2 separate regions of the Capra hircus genome follow, and region 1 is linked to region 2. The links are chromatin contacts, called in public Hi-C maps. All regions are on one chromosome and are shown on one strand. Each heading gives the region's core, a stretch centred on a gene start, on an enhancer-like site or on the middle of the called end of the contact. The rest is flanking DNA. Distances are from core to core; before and after follow the strand shown. Region 1 holds the start of CCIN (calicin). Region 2 overlaps RECK (reversion-inducing cysteine-rich protein with Kazal motifs).

Evidence for each region. Hi-C and Micro-C count contacts between places; a contact is called where the count stands out from the background.
Region 1: a Hi-C map of blood shows a contact between it and region 2, with 5 times the contacts expected there. The contact joins the promoter of CCIN here to the enhancer-like site in region 2. A contact is called at or near these places in 4 of 5 Hi-C or Micro-C datasets (blood and liver).

What each region holds. Positions count from the first base shown.
Region 1 is chr8:60,134,971-60,138,200 of ARS1.2, reverse strand. CCIN (calicin) reads right to left here and starts at 1,842. Exons shown (of 1, transcript XM_018052832.1): 1 at 1-1,842. The coding sequence starts at 1,719.
Region 2 is chr8:60,049,255-60,052,596 of ARS1.2, reverse strand. The region is part of intron 6 of RECK (reversion-inducing cysteine-rich protein with Kazal motifs); the gene reads right to left. Among named protein-coding and RNA genes, the nearest start is that of RECK, 36 kb to the right of the region's middle. Within about 2 kb of position 1,751, at least 1 of the 5 cell types and tissues checked has an H3K27ac peak or open chromatin away from gene starts, as enhancers often do.

The sequences.
Region 1 (3,230 bases), core at 593-3,092, 86 kb before region 2:
AGGACAGTCCAGTGCCTCCGGTGGGGGGGCCAGGGTCTTCCACTCGCCTGCCTTTTGGTCCAGCAGGTAGGCGTTTGGATTGATGGTATAGTCCTTTGCCTGGACATCGCTGGTTGTGGTGACACCTCCGCACACAAACACTCTGTTGTCTCCAACAGAGCATATAGCATGGGACACATCCAAGGGGCAGTTGTTGGGCAGAAGAGGCACTGAGGTGGTTGTCTTGTTGGCCTTTACCTTCTGCAGGTTGATCTCCACACTCTGCCGGTGGCTATACACGCAGAGGATGTTGTCCTGATGAAAAGAGAGCAGGGGCCGGTGGTTGAACTCAATAGGAAAGGTGATACACTGGACCACCTCCCCAGTGTTGGTATCGAAGCAGTCCACCACCCCAACCCGGGAGATGTAACCCTTCACCAAGCACCGCCCGGTGACAATATACAGGTTCCGGTCACCCTTGGTGATCACGGCTGTGCCGTCCATAGGAATGCTCATCTTCCCTGCCAGGCACCAGGTCTCCTTGCGCTCATCATAGCGATAGATGTTAGAGACATAGCGCCTTGGGGCAATGCTGCCTCCCACTGAGTATACTGTCCCCCCGCAGGTCACCATGGTGTGGAAGACAAGCCCAATTGGCAGGTCGGGCAACTTGGTCCAGGAGTTGTCATCCATGTCATACCGCCAAGCCGTCTTCAGCCCTGAAATCTGCTCAGTGGTTCCACCAGAGATGTAGATGTAGCGACCAGCAGAGGTGGCACTCAGTGCTGCTGCCCGGTAGGGCATCTCTGAGAGCTTCAACCACAGGTTCTCCTGGATGATATAAGCAAACACTCCATCGTTGAACTTGCCATGGGCCTTCTGGCCACCTAGGATGACCACTGAATCAAGCAGGGCCCCTTTCCGCTGGTAGCTCAGCAGACTGGTTGGCCTCTCCTGTTTGCGGTCCACAAGGACACTCTCAATCAGGGTTGAGTGGGCTGAGCTGTTCTCCATGCCCATCAGCTTGTTGCTGGCATACATTAGCGTCTTGTTGGAGACAGCATTGAGGTTGATGTAATTGAAGAACTTCTTGAAATACTTCTCCCGCTCATCCTTCCGGAAGCATACCCAATTGATGAGTGCATTGAGAGCCTGGTCTTCGTTGAGTACATGCAAGTTTTCATCTCGGAGCAGGCGGCCGAAGATGACAGGTGGACAGCGCATGAAGTGCATGCTGCCCTCAGGACTGGCCCAGTAGTGGAAGTTGTCACGAATGCCAGAGTAGGCCAAGTCTGACACCTCTTTGAGCTCAAACAACTCAGCCAAGAAGAGGTAGCGCAAGCAGTTGGCACGGCGGATGGACTTGATCAGGAAGTCATTGCAGTGAATTCGAAGGCGGGGTGTGTTGAAATACTGGGCCCCGCGAAGGAGCTCTTCCACGTTCTGTTCTGAGATCACCACCTTGCCACTGTAGAAGTAGTCTAGGAGCTGGTCCACTGTGGTCGGACTCAGGTAGTTGGGGTCAATGGTGATAAAGAGCTCATCGGTGGTCTTCATGTCATGGTTGGAGATGAGGTTCTTCACCAGCGGGGAGACTGCAGCCAGCACATTGCGATGTGCAAAGAAGACATGGTGGTCCACAGTCAGGGCTATGTCCCAGTACTCTTTGCGTTTTCTCTGTTTGTTCAGGTTCTGCAGTACGAAGCTGTTGTAGTTTTTCTCGGTGAATTCCAATTTCATAGTGCTTCTTGCTGGGTGAGACAGAAGATCAGCAGTAGGTACTGGAGAACAGACTTTCTCAGGCCTTTGGGATTCAGACTGATGGTTGTTTGCAGAGCAGTTGATCAGGGAGGAGTGGGAATAAGAGAGAGGATGATGTCATAGAATGGATGAGGTCATCACAATGCAGGCCCCCCTCCCTGAGGCCTTTCTCAGAGGCACAGGGCTTTTCTCCCCTCTGATGGCTCTGATCTGCCAAGGCCAGATACCCTGCCAGGACCTAGTCCAGGGCCCAGAACTCAGGAGGAAACTCAGAGATGGGTCACAGCTCCCACCTGGGACCTTCAACCTCACTTCAGGGAGGCTTCTGGAATGTCAGGGCCAGTCTGGGCGGGGCTAGTATGGGGAAGGCTATTAGGAAGGCTGGGGTAAGGATTTTTACATCATCTAGAGGAATGTACATTGCACAGGAGGGAAACCAAGGCCCATAGAAGAGCATGAACTTGCCCAAGATCACGTAGCTAGTTGGAAGCAGAGCAGGGCCTGAAACCCAGTCCTTCTGAAACCCACCCTTCCGGGATGCTCCTAACTACTCCTCTGTCTGTGATTCTCAAGCCCCAAAGCACCTTTCACTACCAAGGCTCCTGGATATTAGAGAAGAAAAAGCTGTGTTCTTTGGCTTCTGACCTTTGCGGCTACAGACATCATTCTTCACATTGGGTCGGCCAAAAAGAAACGACCTTTTTGGCCGACCCAATAAAACGGAGAGGTGGCGGCCCCTCAGGGAGCAAGGACGCAGGAGTTACTCTCGGACCGGGGGATGAGAGGGCCCTCGAAGCCCTGATTATTTCAGTTTCACGGAAAATCGGGCCATTCTGTCCACACTTCCAAGTCTCTAGCTTGTAAAATGTTGGAGGCTGGGATAGGTCAGCTTTCCCCATCAGCTGGGGACTTGGACAAGTTTCTCATTCTCTCTAAAACCTCAGTTTCCTCCGCTGTGAGATAGGAATAATAGCTGCATCCGCTTAAAAGATGATTAAGAGTTTACAAGACAAAAGGGCCGGAAAATGTTAAGCCCAGTGTTTGGTTCGCAACAATCGTTCAACAGATGCTAGCTGCCATTTCACTAGTTCGCCAGGCTTCGGTGTTCCTGGCTGGCTGCTCCTTTCCTAAACACTTGTGGTTCTCTGTGATCGTTGGCAAGTCTGGAAATCCCCATCTCCTAGGGCTGGGCTCCGTGCGCCGCCTCAGCCACGCGGTGGCGCTGAAGAGTCATCTCCCGCCTGGGAACGGCGAACTCATTATCGCCCCCGGTGCCACTCCCTCTTCTCTGACCCGATCGCCGCAAAACACCCTGTGCCCATTTTTCAGACACAGGTAAAGCCCCAGATCGCGGGCGCACGGCCGAGCGGCTAGAAAGGAGACATCCAGAACTCTAGGCGTCCCCCTTGGTGCCCCGCCGGGTGCCACGTCCACGGCCCACCCCGCCTCCGAGCCGGCGTGGGGGCTCCCCAAGTTCCCGTGGCGCTGCT
Region 2 (3,342 bases), core at 502-3,001:
TTGGTTGTCATAACTCATGGAGTTGGGGTGCACTACTGAACTGACATCTAGCAGGTAGAGGAGTCTAGAGGTGCTGGGAAACATCTGACAATGTGCAGGACAGCCCCCCTACAACAAAGGACTATCCAGCCCCAGATGTCAACTGTGTGAAGGTTGAGAAATCCTGCTCTAGAAACTTACAAACTTGTTCAAGCTTGATTTTTAAAAACCTCGATCTTAAAAGAAATACCACTCTGGGTCACTCTTGTGGATCATTTAGCTTCAGCAAGAGACACTAATCATCTAATCCAATTCCTTATTTGACAGAAGCCAACGACTGAAGTCTAGAAAGGAGAAATACTTATGAACCCTAGCTTTCACCCACAAACAGGTCAGCAAACTATGGCACATGGGCCAAATCTTGATCACTGCCTGTTTTTGTAAATAATTTTATTAGAACACAGCCACACTCACCATTTACATATTATATATGGCTACCTCACACAATAATGTCAGAGTTGAATGGACAGTAAGCCTACAATGGTCTATAAGCCTAAAATATTTGCTATCTGACTCTTTACAAAAAGTTTGCTAACCCCTGACATAGAAGGACTCAGATGTCTCTTGATGTCACATCCAGAGCTCAGAGATATTCCCTAAGCATTTCTCATTTCTCTTAATGTTCACTGAAAGACCCTTCATGCATACAGTTACTCTAACTTACTGAACTAAAGAAATATGAACTTTCATATTTCTGCAAGGCAGCACCTCTAGTGTTAATAACATATTTACATCTTTCTTTATCAATTTTAAGGTTTCAAAGAATGTTCCTTGCAGAGAATAGACTGGTGGCTGCCAAGAGGGAGAGTGTGGGAGAGGGCTGGATTGGGAGTTTGAGATTAGCAGATGCAAACTGGTATATACAGAACTGATAAACAAGGTCCTACTGTATAGCACAGTAAACTATATTCAATATTCAGTGATGAGCCATAATGGGAAAAAGAATGTATATATATGTATAACTGAGTCACTTTTGCTGTATAGCAGTAACACTGTAATTCAACTATACTTCCATAAAAATATAAAATTAAAAACTTAGAAAATAAAAGAATGGTCCTTCATTCAAGTATACTGGTATTTGATAACTTCATCAAATCTCTGTTGCTTACTTTATATACATCATGATTTTATCATATCCTTCTCTTTCATAAGATTCTTAACCGCATGTAACTACACCTAAAGTATAAACTATAGGTAACTTTTTCTTTGGCGGGGGGCACACAGCATGTGGGATCTTAGTTCCTTGGTCCGGGATCATATCTGTGTTTCCTGCATTGTAAGCATAGAGTCTTAACCACTGGACTGCCAGAGGAGTTCCAGTAACTCTACATTTTTACTGCTTATTGTTGTTCAGTTGCTAAGTCGTGTCTGACTCTTTGCAACCCCATGGACTGTAGCCTGCCAGGCTTCTTTGTCCATGGGATTTCCCAGGCAAGAATACTGAAGTGGGTTACTTTTCCTTCTCCAGGGGATCTACCTGACCCAGGGATTGAATCCCGGTCTCCAGCAGTAGCAGGTGGATTCTTTACCGCTGAGCTACCAGGGAAGCCCTTCACTGCTTAAACTACTGCTGGTTAGTTTGACAGGGCTTAGGACACACATGAGTTGCAGCACTGGCTTACAGTTTCTTAATTTCTTTAAACGGTCAATCTTGGAGGTCTTGGCTAAAGTCAAGTCTTAAGTCTGGTGATCGGATCAAATATCTGATCGCCATCTAGTGGCAAAAGCAGGCAGTAACTGAGGGTTTATACTTGGGTTTATATGGAGTCTCTGTTGACCTCCTGCCAAAAACACTATACCCATATAAACACCTCCCCCACCCCACTCATTTTACGCTAGATCAAAATTAAAGGGTAACTGAGGTGAGAACCTACCACAACCTCAGAGACCCAAAGAACAAGCCAGCATGTGGGAGTTGACAGTGTCCCGAAAGATCTTCAAGTCCCAAAGCCTTCATGGTATAGCTGGAGAGACAGATATATACAGTAAGCAAAGGGCAGAGCTGGGGCTAGCTCCGCTTGTGCTCTCCTATGACACTATCCTGTGAGAAGACTTTGGATTATTATTTTGAAAGTAGCCAATGCAAAGCTGAATTTATGTCCATAGAGTGATCTATTTTAACAGTCTCTGTTTTTAAAATCAACATCTTAAATTGTGAAAAAAATAATCTTCTTGGTTATTATATCCTTTAAAAATTTTTGAACATGAAGTCTTTCTTCAGGCAGCTGCTTTCATTAACTAGTTCCCTGCCCTACCTTCAGTGGTTTTTGAGAACTGCAATAAGCCCTTCCACCTAGTACTGGGAGCAGGTAACCTGTAGGCAAACCTAGCAGAAAAACTAAGATACATAGTGAAATCAACAAGAACCCTATGTAATCTTTCATGTCACATCAACCTTCCTTTTGGGGTCCAAGTGGGAGGCACATTCTGCAGCTTCAGCTTCTTGTTCATAAGTTAGCTCTGTAGATTTATTTTTGACCTGGTCACCTGCTTTTCCACTTCAGTGACCCCTTCTAACATTTCTCTATTTGTCCACTTGTCTCAATCCTGTCTCTGTCCCACTGCCCTTCTACTATAACTGGTCCCCCCAGCTCCCTTCCCCATTCTCACCAATGATGATGATAAAAAAGAAAAAACAACAAGGATCGTATGAATCTTATTAAAAACAAACAAAATCAAGTTTGAATCTTGGATATTTTAGTCACTTCCGGAGAAAGACCCTAAAGAACACATTCTATGAAATGTTAATGTTTCCTATTCCCAAAGCTACTAGTTAAAAGTAAAAGGGGCTGTTTTGTTCCTAAGGCCTCAATAAATAATATCAGTTTGCTTTGCACAGATGGACTGAGATTTCTCCCAGTTTGAAGTTTTGCATGAAAAATCTAGCTTATTAAATGTTAAATCAGAGATTAAATAATTGACCTTTTTTTGGGGTCGCACCACACAGCCTGTGGGATCTTAGTTCCCTGACCAGGGATTGAACCTGGACCACAGCAGTGAAAGCACTGAGTCCTGACCACCAGATAGCAGGGAATTCCCCAACAATGGAACTTTAAAAACATGTTTTTTTAAACCTCTACAAGATGTTTTCTCCTTATTGTGGACACCATGGCTTTTTAGTGAAAAAAAATCTAAGTGACTAGAACATGTAAAGGAGTTTAATATGACATTGTTGCTGTTTAGTCACTAAGTCATGGCTGACGCTTTTGTGACCTTATGGACTGTAACCCATCACGCTCCTCTGTCCATGGGATTTCCCAGGCAAGAATACTGGAGTGGGTTGCCATTTCCCCCGACAGGGGA